Linked DNA regions of Callithrix jacchus: region 1 is linked to region 2. The links are chromatin contacts, called in public Hi-C maps. All regions are on one chromosome and are shown on one strand. The core of a region is the stretch at or near the end of the contact, and the rest is flanking DNA. Distances in the headings are between cores, read along the strand shown. Region 1 has its middle 86 kb from the start of EDEM3. Region 2 has its middle 31 kb from the start of TSEN15.

The links. Hi-C and Micro-C count contacts between places; a contact is called where the count stands out from the background.
Region 1: a contact with region 2 is called in a Hi-C map of skeletal muscle, with 11 times the contacts expected there. The contact joins two enhancer-like sites. A contact is called at or near these places in 3 of 3 Hi-C or Micro-C datasets (induced pluripotent stem cells and skeletal muscle).

Annotation. Positions count from the first base shown.
Region 1 is chr18:42,825,754-42,831,345 of calJac240_pri, reverse strand. No RefSeq gene overlaps it. Among named protein-coding and RNA genes, the nearest start is that of EDEM3, 86 kb to the left of the region's middle. Within about 2 kb of position 2,280, at least 11 of the 16 cell types and tissues checked have an H3K27ac peak or open chromatin away from gene starts, as enhancers often do. A contact at or near this core is called in skeletal muscle, where this site is marked.
Region 2 is chr18:42,253,286-42,258,948 of calJac240_pri, reverse strand. No RefSeq gene overlaps it. Among named protein-coding and RNA genes, the nearest start is that of TSEN15, 31 kb to the right of the region's middle. Within about 2 kb of position 3,573, at least 1 of the 16 cell types and tissues checked has an H3K27ac peak or open chromatin away from gene starts, as enhancers often do. A contact at or near this core is called in skeletal muscle, where this site is marked.

The DNA of each region.
Region 1 (5,592 bases), core at 1,031-3,530, 570 kb before region 2:
ACAGATTAATTATAATATAATGCTGACACCGACTGTAGTGATAAAATTTTTCCCAGAGAGATCCCCAGTTGCAGCTACTGTTTATTAATAGATTTTCTATGGAGGAGAGAGTTTAGCTATAAAATTTGCAAATAAGACATTTCCCAGGGAGTGTTTCAGATTGGAAGTGAGTTACAGATGAATCTCAAAAACATCAGTATTTATTGATGGGAAGGCTGATGAAAGCCCCAACTCAGAGCAGCAGTAGCCAGAGAGGTAGCAGGGAAATCAGCAAGAGCTCGTGTTTTAGAGAAGAGTTTCCAGCAGTTAGTGTCTAACTGTGCAAGTGGAATAGAAAGGTCTCTAAGGTCCAGCTGAGAAAGCATTCTTTGGGCGTTAGGCAGTAGGAGTTCACTGATGACATAGAAAGAACAGTTTCAGCCAAGAGCTGGATGGAAATCCTGGACGCCACGGCTGGAGGAGGAAGAGGTGGGTGATAAGGCAGTACGAGCAGGGAGGTTGGCTCCATGAAGAACGATGACACCCCCTCCAAGCTGGCCGCCTTGCCTGTACTGCATCTCCACAGCACTCACTCCTGGAATACACACTCCTAGGCTCAAAATCCCTTGTGGTGCTGTTATCACCTGCACAACAAATGTCAATCTTAGCACTAACACCCCATCCTAGCCCAAACCTGGGTTACAATGATTTATATAACTCCAGTCTTTGCCAGTGGATTATTCTCTTTGGGAATTGTCCCTCTAGGGAATGTACCATTTCACATTTGGCATTACATGTCGCCCCACTTCTATCCATCATGATATGCACTCAACCCATGTGACTGAATGGAAAGTGACACATGGAATGAATGAATGATACTAACACTGTCTTTGTAATAGTGGATTTCCAAGTCCCCAAATGGAAGTTGATTGTAATTTATAATTCTCCTTTGTGAAATGTCTCAGCAACTTGAAAGACTCTCTATATAAATGTAGCACTCTGTTGTCGCTCAGTCACTATCAACCTGTTTTATTTTGGCGGTTTGAGTTACCTTAATGTTTCCTCATTATAAATTGACCAGTTCAGTTGAGATCAAGATCTCCGACTGCGATCGGGTTCTGCTGGTGATCTGGAAGCACTGCCATTCAGTATGATACTAACACATAACACGTGTCCCATCCGCTGTCGGACTTCGGACTCCTGCACAGAATCCCCAGAACAATAATAGACTTTGCTTCGTGATTCCTCTGGCGACGCATTTATTTTAGTTCTTCTGGCAGAGCTGGAGACTTGCACGACTAATTTGCTCTGACGTTGTTTTCTAATTAGGTGTCTTGACACAGCAGGCATTCCAGTCTCTTACATTTCTTTTGTTTCTCTAATGTGCCAGGAAACTGTCTGCTTTTCAGCTGCCTCATCGTTCAGAAATGTTACCTGCCCTGTGAAATGAGGTAACACATGGAAGGCACCTGGCCCAGAACGTGGCACCTGAGAGATGGTTGAGATCCTTCATTCCATTGCCCTGTTTCCTCTCTTTGCCTTCATACCTTCTGGTGCTTTAGTTAACCTCAAAGATAAAAATGTTACCATTGTAAGGTTTACATTTTTCTTCATCCCAAAATAGAACTCAGTAACTCTATAAGCAGATACTATATGGATTCAACATTTCATTTCCTCTTCTTATAGGGTACAAGTTAGGAATTTTTATTCGCTCTGCTTTTTAGAGAAAGAAACCTTAACTTTTCTCAAGTAACCGAGGTTGCAGAATGGATCTATAAGGAACGTGGGGCAAGAACCCGCAGGTGACTCTCTTCAGAAATCTTCATCCTCACCCCTGCACCAGACTGCCTTTCACACACGGGCTCGCAGAGGCCAGCTGGGCCTCTGGAGAAGCCAGCACCCTGTCCTGTCCTGAAGGCGTTCCTCCAGGCAGAAGGGAAGTGTGCCTGACTCCAGCGGTAAGCACCGCACCCTGCGGCGCCGAGGGAATCCAGGCGCAGGGCTTGGTACTTCCCCATCCCCTCCTCTGTGCTGCCCGCGTGGAGTCCCATCTGGAATGTGGAGGAAGAATTTCCTGCAGCAAGCGCACAGCTCGACCCCCTCCCTCCCTGCCAGGCCTCCCTCGCCAACTCCGTGCCCACTTTCAGCCCTGAGGGGCGCGAACAGCAGGTGCTCGGGCCGCCCTCGCCCTTGGTGTTCTGGGAGCCCATTGTCTAATTTTGCTCGGGCCTGGCCTGCTTCCTTTTTAGTCCTGGGCACGTGGGCAGAGTACAAGCTAATTGGCAGGGCTGCTCCAAATCCCAAAGAACGCGGGCGCTGCCTGCTCGCCAGCGGGAGGGCCGTGTGCCCAGCTTGCGCCCTGCGGTTTTCCGAGGCCCGGGAGAGGCCACCTGCCGGTCGAAGGCTTACCAGGGAAAATCAGGTCCTGACAGCCGGGCAGGGCAACCCCCAGAGGAAGGGAGACTCAGCTGCTCGCGATGGCTGGTCAGACGGAGGAGAATCAACCTGGGGCGAGGAAGGGGCCCTGAAGGGACAGAGGTGAGCGTATCCCCCAGCCCCCGGCCAGGCAGAAGCCACGCAGACCCCTAGGTTGCTGGGCGACGATAGGGGGAAGAGGAGGCCGCCCCCCAGCTCCGCAGCACCAGCGCCCTCACCTCGGGGAGACCGAAGCGTCGATCCCGCCTGCGGACGGCTGGGGGCGCTGCGCGTCAACCGAAGGCAGAGATGCTGGCCCGGGCGAAGCAGCCGCTCCCGAAGAGGGCTCCGCGGCGGGGGAAGCTCTGCGCAGAGTGCGGAGGAGGCGCCTTTGTCGCCGGGTGTCTCTGCAGGTCTCCGCGGTGCCTCCGAAGTAACCTGCCGTTACCCAGCGCTGAGCTAAGGGCTTTTCTTCACGGTGTCATTGAATGCTCGCAGCCACCCTTTAAGGAAAACGATCTTGCAGTCGTTATTTTACTAGAAATGGAAGCTCAGGGCCACCCCTGGCCCGTGGAGACGTTCCCGCAGAGCGGTCGTGTGGCTGGCCTGGAACTTCGCGAATTCCGTCGGACAGAAGTCCATGCCCGTCACCATTAGGCCTCCCACACAAAGATACTTTGTGCGGGGACTTGAGCACAGAAACTCACAGAGGACGAGTTTCTTAGTTTCGTCATCTCTGAAATGGGAACAATGATAATATGATTCCCATCTTGCAAGGCTTTGGGGAAGGTTAGAGCGAATGTAAAAATGTCCCTGGGAGAGGTCCTTGTGGGTTAAGGTGCGGGGGCCGCCCCCAGCCCCTCCCCGGGCGCTCAGAGGGATGTGGGAAGACTGTGGAGCCCACGTTATCGATGCTGTTTCTTTGAAATTAAACCTCCGTCAGAAAACACTGCATGACATCGAAATGGAATAGATGTTGAGGCTGAATGTGAGGTCATAGATTTTGTTTCTATTTTTACATTTATATTTTCTAAGTAAAAATAATATGTATCATGTTTTCTGATTATAATTGTAGTATGTGATGTATCAATTGTGGAAAATACAGAAACTGTAAAAGACGAACTGAGAAAACCTTTGCTTCTCACTGTTCACGGCTAACTGCGTTCAAATAATTTGTGTTCAAATAATTCACAGATAACTACTGTGTTATAATAACTGTTCAAATAATTCATAGATAACTACTGTGTTATAATAACTGTGTTCAAATAATAACTGTGTTCAAACAATTCACAGATAACTACTGTTCAGAATTTTAGACAACTCTGGAGGCTGAGGTGGGAGGACTGCTTGAGCCCAAGAGTTCGAGGCTGCAGTGAACTATGACTGTACCACTGGACCTCAGCTTAGATAACCAGCAAGATCCTGTCTTTAAAAAATAAAATTAAAATTAAAAAATATTTAATTAAAAATTGTAATTAACAATAATGTATTGCATATCTCAAAACAATTACAAGGGAAGAATTCTAATGTTCATGACACAAGAAGATAAATATTTGAGGTCATAGACATCCCGATTACCCTGACTTGAGATTACATGTTGCAGTTGTATACATGTATCAAAATACCACATGTACCCCCATATAACCATGATATATCAATTAAACATATGAAAAAGAGATAACTACTCATTTTTCCTTTATTTTCAGTGTTTCATTAATACATTTACTGTTTGACAGAATTGGTATCACATTACAGGTCACTATAGTATACTCCTCTTTTAAAATGTAATATTTCATAAACACTATACCATGAATCAAATAATCTTAACACATATAAGAATTAATGATTGGTTTCCAATTTTCTTTGCAAAGTTGTTCATTATTTTTGCAAAAGAAAAATATATTTATGCTTGAAAGAACTTTACTATGCTAAAAATATACTTGTAAGAGGGATGCACTGCTCTGCCCAGCAGTGCAGCGGGTTATGTTTGATGTCTAGTGCAGGTCTGGTGAAAGGGGATAAGCCTCCAGTAGTGACCGTGATATGTGAAATGGAGATAAAGATGGTTGATTATGTGACGATTAAATGAGATTAGATAGGCAATGTGTCTCTAGGACAGTGTGAACCACGGTGAATGCTCAGTCATGACAAAATTATGTTAGTCAAGGGCAATGCTAAGAGAGGATGATGGGTGTTGGTTGGGGTTGACCTGGAGAATGGGAGGACGGCCCTGCCAGTGGTGTGCAGAAGCCAGCTCTCATAGGACCTCAAAAGCCAATGTTAAATACTCAGGAACTTTACAAGCTGGTTGTAAAAGATTGTGACATTTCACTGGTAGCTTGAAATCTGTGACGGGGTGAGCATTTACGCCACCAAAATTGGAAAGCAGCAAACGCTTCATCATCGTCTGTGTACCTATGCACTTTTCAGAGAGCTGACTTTACCGGCGCACCACTAGCAGGGATAATCCAAAGGCTTTGCTGCTTCTCAAAGTGGTGGAGCCTACAGGAATTGCTTGTGAGGGCTTGTAAAGCATTAGTAGATTTTGTTAAGATGGTGTGTGATAAACATGAGCTGAAATCTTGGTCTGATTGCCCTTGCTGTAACTGGAGGAAGGAATAGGGAAGCATAAGCTTTGGGGAACCTAACAGGGCAAACCAGGGGAGTTTTTGTTTATGTTCCAAAACCGGAAATAACTGGATTAGACAATAAGATGCAGGAGATGGGAAGCCCTGTCACTTGGAGTGACAAAGACCTGTTAGTAAATGGGAGGCTCGGGGCTGGAGAGACATTCTTGGCCAAGAGAAAATTGTGTGAAGGAGTTGAATTGGTGAACACAGCAGTCTCTTTTACCATAGAAGACAGATGGCAAGGATCAGAGTCATAGGGTCCGTGCGCTCGAAGGGTTCACAGATCACTGGTCCACCTTCTTCATCTGACCCTGTCGATCACTTCTGAGATCCTCCACCCCACCTGCAGGTGTTCAGGTGCAGGCTACAGTCTTCCTCTCCCACTTCTCTGTTCTGCCAGCACACTATTGCGTCTGTGCCCTCTGCCTCGCAGTGTGGGTTTTCCAAAGGCAGAATCAAGGACAGAGTTCCTCAAGAAGACTTCAAGATGTTTTAGAGATCAACACCTTGGAAAGGAGGAAAAGAAGGAGAATAGGGCCTGAAAAGGGAGCTTTAATGCAGACCCGAT
Region 2 (5,663 bases), core at 2,324-4,823:
TATTTAAGTCTCCCACTGTATAGCTGGTGTTATTCCCATGAAACTTATCTAAACTTAAAGGATTCCCGAAAGCGAGATTTTTTTTAAAAAAGGTGTTATAATCACCATCACCACTACTGCTAGCAACAGCAAGATCAGGTCTTGAGAAAATTTTCAAGGGGCAAAATTGTCTCCCTATCTTTTCCTGTACCTTTGCTGTGGTTTGAATGTTTGTCCTGTCAGACCCATGTTGAAATTTAATTGCCATTGTAGTCATTTTAAGAGTTGGGACATTTAAGAGGTGATTAGACCACGAGGGCTCCATCCTCATGGGCAGGATTTCTGCCATCATAAAGGGATAATTTGGCTCCTCTTGATCTCTCTTTCCCTTCTGCCTTCTGCCATAAGATAACAAAGCAAGCAAGCCCTTGCCAGATGCTGGCCCCTCAATCTTGGGCTTCCCAGCCTCAAGAAATGTGAGGTAATAAATTTCTGTTCATTATAAACTACCCAGTCTCTGATATTCTATTATAGTATAACAGAAACTATAATGATAGTATAACAGAATATCTGAGAGTATAACATAATATCAAACAATAAAATGGACTAAGATGACCTTCTTCACACCCTGCTAAACATCTAGGTCCCATTCTTTGGAGGACTGGATGTCAGCTAGTTATCATGTATTCCCTCCTAAGGTGGCAACCTGCACATCAATGGGAAGTGCTTGGAGGCTGCAAAGGGAAGGATCATTGATAGCTTATTGTGTGCTGGGCTTCATTTATCCTCACATAACCATTTCCTTGTGTGAGGAAAACACAACCCTGGAAGGATACATTTTGTCCTTCATTTTGCTGATGAGAAACTGAGATTACACAACTGGCCCATGTCGCTGTTGGCTTTCTGAAGTCAAAAGTCTGCCTTACAAGTATCTTCAGCCTCAAAACTTGAAAGGAGCACAATTCTAATGGTGAATGAACAAGGCCCATGATGGGAGGAATATGTTGCTGTTTTTAACGGGGGTAGAGGTGGAAGAGGGTGATGAGAGTGATGGTGAGAAGAAAAGATCTATGTGGCAAGATCGTTCAGTTACAGTATCACCGAAATATAGAGCTAGCGAGGATCACAGAGAGTACCTGCATCAACTCCTTTCATTTTGTGGAAGTGGAACATTAAGGTCCAAAGTGGATGACTTCTATTCATTTATAGCTAAAGGATTTACAAAAAAAGTAACATTCTTGATTATATTTATAGGTGCCAAGTTTTCTAATGATTTTCTTTGGGATGGGAGACGAGATGACCAATTTTTCACCTAATATTCAAAACCACAGCATTCCCATCTGTGGTCATTAACAGAAGTACAATCCACAATAATTGTATCATTATGTGAGAGGCATTACCATTTCTAAGTAGAGTTTCCAAATTTAGCAGCGTTCACATGTTTTCATTCCCCCCCAAAATGTTGAATAAATAAATGCATAGGTTTGAAATAGAAAAGAGTGTATAATCAAATAGTAAGTAATCTGGCCAGGCACAGTGGCTCATGCCTGTAGTCCCAGTACTTTGGGAGGCCAAGGCAGGCAGATCACCTGAGGTCAGGAGTTCAAGACCAGCCTAACATGATAAAACCCCATTTCTACTAAAAATACAAAAAAAAAAAAAATAGCCAGGCATGGTGATGTGTGCCTAAAATCCCAGCTACTCAGGAGGCTGAGGCAGGAGAATTGCTTGAATTTGGGAGGTGGAGGTTGCAGTGAGCTGAGATAGCGCCCTTGCACTACAGCATGGGAAACAAGAGTGAAACTCTGTCTCCAAAAAAAAAAGTAAGTAACCTTATCAGGCAGATATATTTTGTTTAGAAATCCTTATTTTGATTTCCTAAAACTCTAAGGCAAGTGATCAAAATATAAGAGATCTCATTTCAAAAAGCAAATCATGTGGGATGTGATTTGTCTCATGGCCTGAGAAACATGCAGCTCTGCTTTCTGTACAAAGTGGAAAGGGCAGAAAAGCAGCTGGTCCTTGCCCTCCCATTGGAATGGCAGGAATAGGATGGGGTGGGCAGTAGTCCATTTATGAACATTTGAATGCAATCAAATGAGATTTTTATTGAGCTTCTACTCTGTGTCAAGTACTGTGTTATCATTAGGTGGAATGTAAGATGATAGGTAAGATAAAATGTACCCTCAGAAAGTTAAATAAGTCTGTGAGTGTCAATATGAATTTTAATGACAATGAACACCTTCTGTTTGTAAATGTAGCCAGATAATATCTTGATATATTAACTGATACGTTTTCCCTTCTCAGTAATTCTTGTTACCTGTGAACTTTTTCCCATACAGGCTTTCTTGGCACACTGCCCCAGGAACAGGATTATGCTACAGAACACAAAAAGCAAATGACTGACTTTTGAATTCCAAAATCTAAAATCTTGGCAAAAACAGTATGTTTAGAAGGAAAGTTGATCTGGAAATGGTCAGCATTAGTTTTTCCTACCTCTATGACAAAATAAACCTAAGGGGAAAAACCTGTTGGTGGTAAAAAGTAGCAAAAGCAAAAGAATTAGAATCTTGAATGGGTCATGAAGCAGACACCTGTGGTCCATGCCCTCCGCCCTGACCCAAATGTTGCTGGTGCAGAGGAGAGAAAATAGACAGTCCAAAGGAAGTAGAGGAAATGAAAGGGAATCTGGCTGGCATCCACTCCTACCCTATACCGCCCACTGCTGCCTCCAGGCTCAGGGAAGTCTCCACAAACCCCACATATCCCAGGTTCTTAGGATCTTTCTCCAGCATATTATGAAGACAGCAGAGAATAATGTATGTCTGGGAAAGTGTATCTAGATGGAGAGGACCCAAAACAGCCTGAAAGTTCCCCAGCATATCCATGAAGTTCAGAACTAGATCAAAATTTTCCAAGTGCTCAAGAGAAATAGTCACGAGAACCCCAGATGGACCTCAGGCATTGCAGGATGATGCCCAATTCAGCCACTACCAGTGTGACTGGTGAGAAATCCTAAGGACTGATGTCTGTCCCCCAACTCTCTCCCCATCATATACTAATGCACCCTGAAAGTGCCCTAGATCTATACAAACACTCTATGTTCACAATCCCACATAGACAACTATCCATCCCAGAAGAGCTGCAACCAGGCTCCTCATAAACCCAGCTCCACCCATGCATCCATATTTAACCAGCTTCCTTCAGAAATATTCTTATAGATTTCCACTAATTTTCTATTCTTTAGGCACAACTGCTTTCTTTTTCCATTCTTAGGAAGTAAAGAAAAGGCCCAGACAACATAGTCTGTGTAACAATGTGTGGTGCATATGAAGAACAGAAAGAATAAAATTTCCAGTGAACCTAAGTTCCTGATCCATATAAGATCTCCCTTCTGACCTCTAGAACCTGAGCCATGAAATGGCAAAAAGTCCTCTAGATGGCCCATTTCCCCCAGGGGGTGCTTAGTGCCCTTTCCTTCTTGCAATGTCATTTCACTGTCTTCCCATTACAACATGAAACTCACTCCCATTAAAGTGACAGGACTCAATAGTTTGAGGCTTAACGCCGACTCCTCCTCTGTTCATACAGCTATCCAGTTGTTAAATCTACCTACTGGCTCTCTCCTTTCTATTACTGGAAGTGCTGCTCTCTGAATATTCCTTTTCCTCAATCCAGGGATGTGGCAGAACTGCACTTCCCCTCGTTCTTGAGGTTGATTGAGGCCAGTCACGTGGCTTCCTTTGGCAAGTGAAACGTGGGCAGGAGTAACATGGGCTGTTTCCTAACTGCAGAAAGCAACACTGCAGCACTCTGCTTCCTGCAGCTGGAACTGACAGCATTTCAGATGATGGAGGCCCTGTCACCCTGATTTCCAGAGTAAAGGGCATGTAATGGGCCCTTTCAGTCAGTGGGCAGATAAAATGAGCAAGCAATAAACATTTGTTAAATGAACTTGCTGGTTGTTACTGCATAATAATCTTACCCATCCTGACTAACGTGCCCAGGCTATTATTGTGGTTCAGGCTCTCTCTTCTCATCAATGGCTTTTAACACATGACACTCAAAGTGTGGTTCATACACAGGTATCAATCCATAAACTACTGCTGCACTGTAATGATGTAAGTATAGAAATTGAGAATAAACATTTAGAAATTATTGTAACAGTTAAACTAATTTGACATATTGAATCTAATAATAAAATATTTGGAATTGTCTTTCCCCCAGATCTTAACGTGATGTCTTATTTATTCATGAAGGTGCTACCAAAACGTTTGTCAAATTAAATCGCATTATTAAGTCATGATTAAGAAGTAGAATTATGGTAGAATTTCAAGGCCTTGCAGACAGATCTGAGGAATATTTGGGGTACAAGATCCTTCCTAATTGAGGTGAAATGATCATTTATAAATTTCCGTAGTTTCTCTTTGTGCCAGCACAAAATTTAGCGTCAGCAAGCAGAGAAACTTTCTGAGTTCTTCATTTACTATTAAACATTGTCTTAGGTTTGCCAACATAAAAGCAGGAACATGAATGTGTTTATCTTCTGGAATAAAACTCTGTAAATATATTGCTTATGAATATGTTCTTCAGAATGATTCACAAACAGCTTGACATTTTGATACATTTGTTCAAGTAATAGAGGATAATATAACTGATCCCCAAATCACTTCCTAACTCCCTCCAGGACTGAATAATTTCTTGCCTCTCAAAGACTCTGGCACACACTAATATATTTCTTTGCATCATACAAGAAAGAGGCAGCATAAACAATAGTGAAAACAACAGTGTGCCAGGTATCAGGAGACCTGGATCTAATCTGTATTATCCACTCCACTCACTTGCTACTACATGCAGCTATTACTTAACCACTGTGTCCTATTTCTCTCTTATGAGGATAAAAAGTTAATAACATGTAACATCAGCTCTGTTGTGAGCATCAAGATATACGGTTCTGAAGCACTTAGTGGTGAATAAAGTACAATATGATTATAATTTTGCATTTATGTATAATATTGTCCTTATAATGCTCTCAAATTATTTTGTATCTAGATTTTCTCCTTTCAAGGGAGACAGTAAGCTCCTTAGAGGTTCACTGTGCACTTTTTCTTTGTATCTGATCCAATGCTAAGCCCTTTGGGACAAATAATACACATATGATGATCATTTGAAAACTATTTATCATAAGTTGTTGAACCCATTCACCCTTAAGTAAACTACATAAACTTTATATGTCACAAGACAACTATTTCTCAGTTCACAATGAAAACAGGCTTTTAGAATTTTGGCTGTCTGAGTTCCTTGAGGGCAGAGGTCATGTCTCACCAAGCTTTGTATCCCTAGCATGTACCACAGTATCTGAGCACAGAGAAGGAGCCCAGTTTATATGGACTACATTATGTACCCCTCAAATTCATATATTGAAACCCTATCCCACAATGTGACTGGAATTGGAATAATGCCTTTAGGGAGGCAATTAAAGTTAAATGATATCATAAGGATGGGACCCTAATCTGATGGTGCTGGTGTCCTTATAGGAAAATAAAAAGATGCTGCCAGAGAGCATGTACTCTCATGTGCTGACTCTCTCTCTTTTTCAGTCTCGCCATGCCCCACAGAGAAAAGGCCATGTGGGGACCCAGCCAGAAGGCTGCCATCTGCAAGCCAGGAAAAGAGCCCTTGAG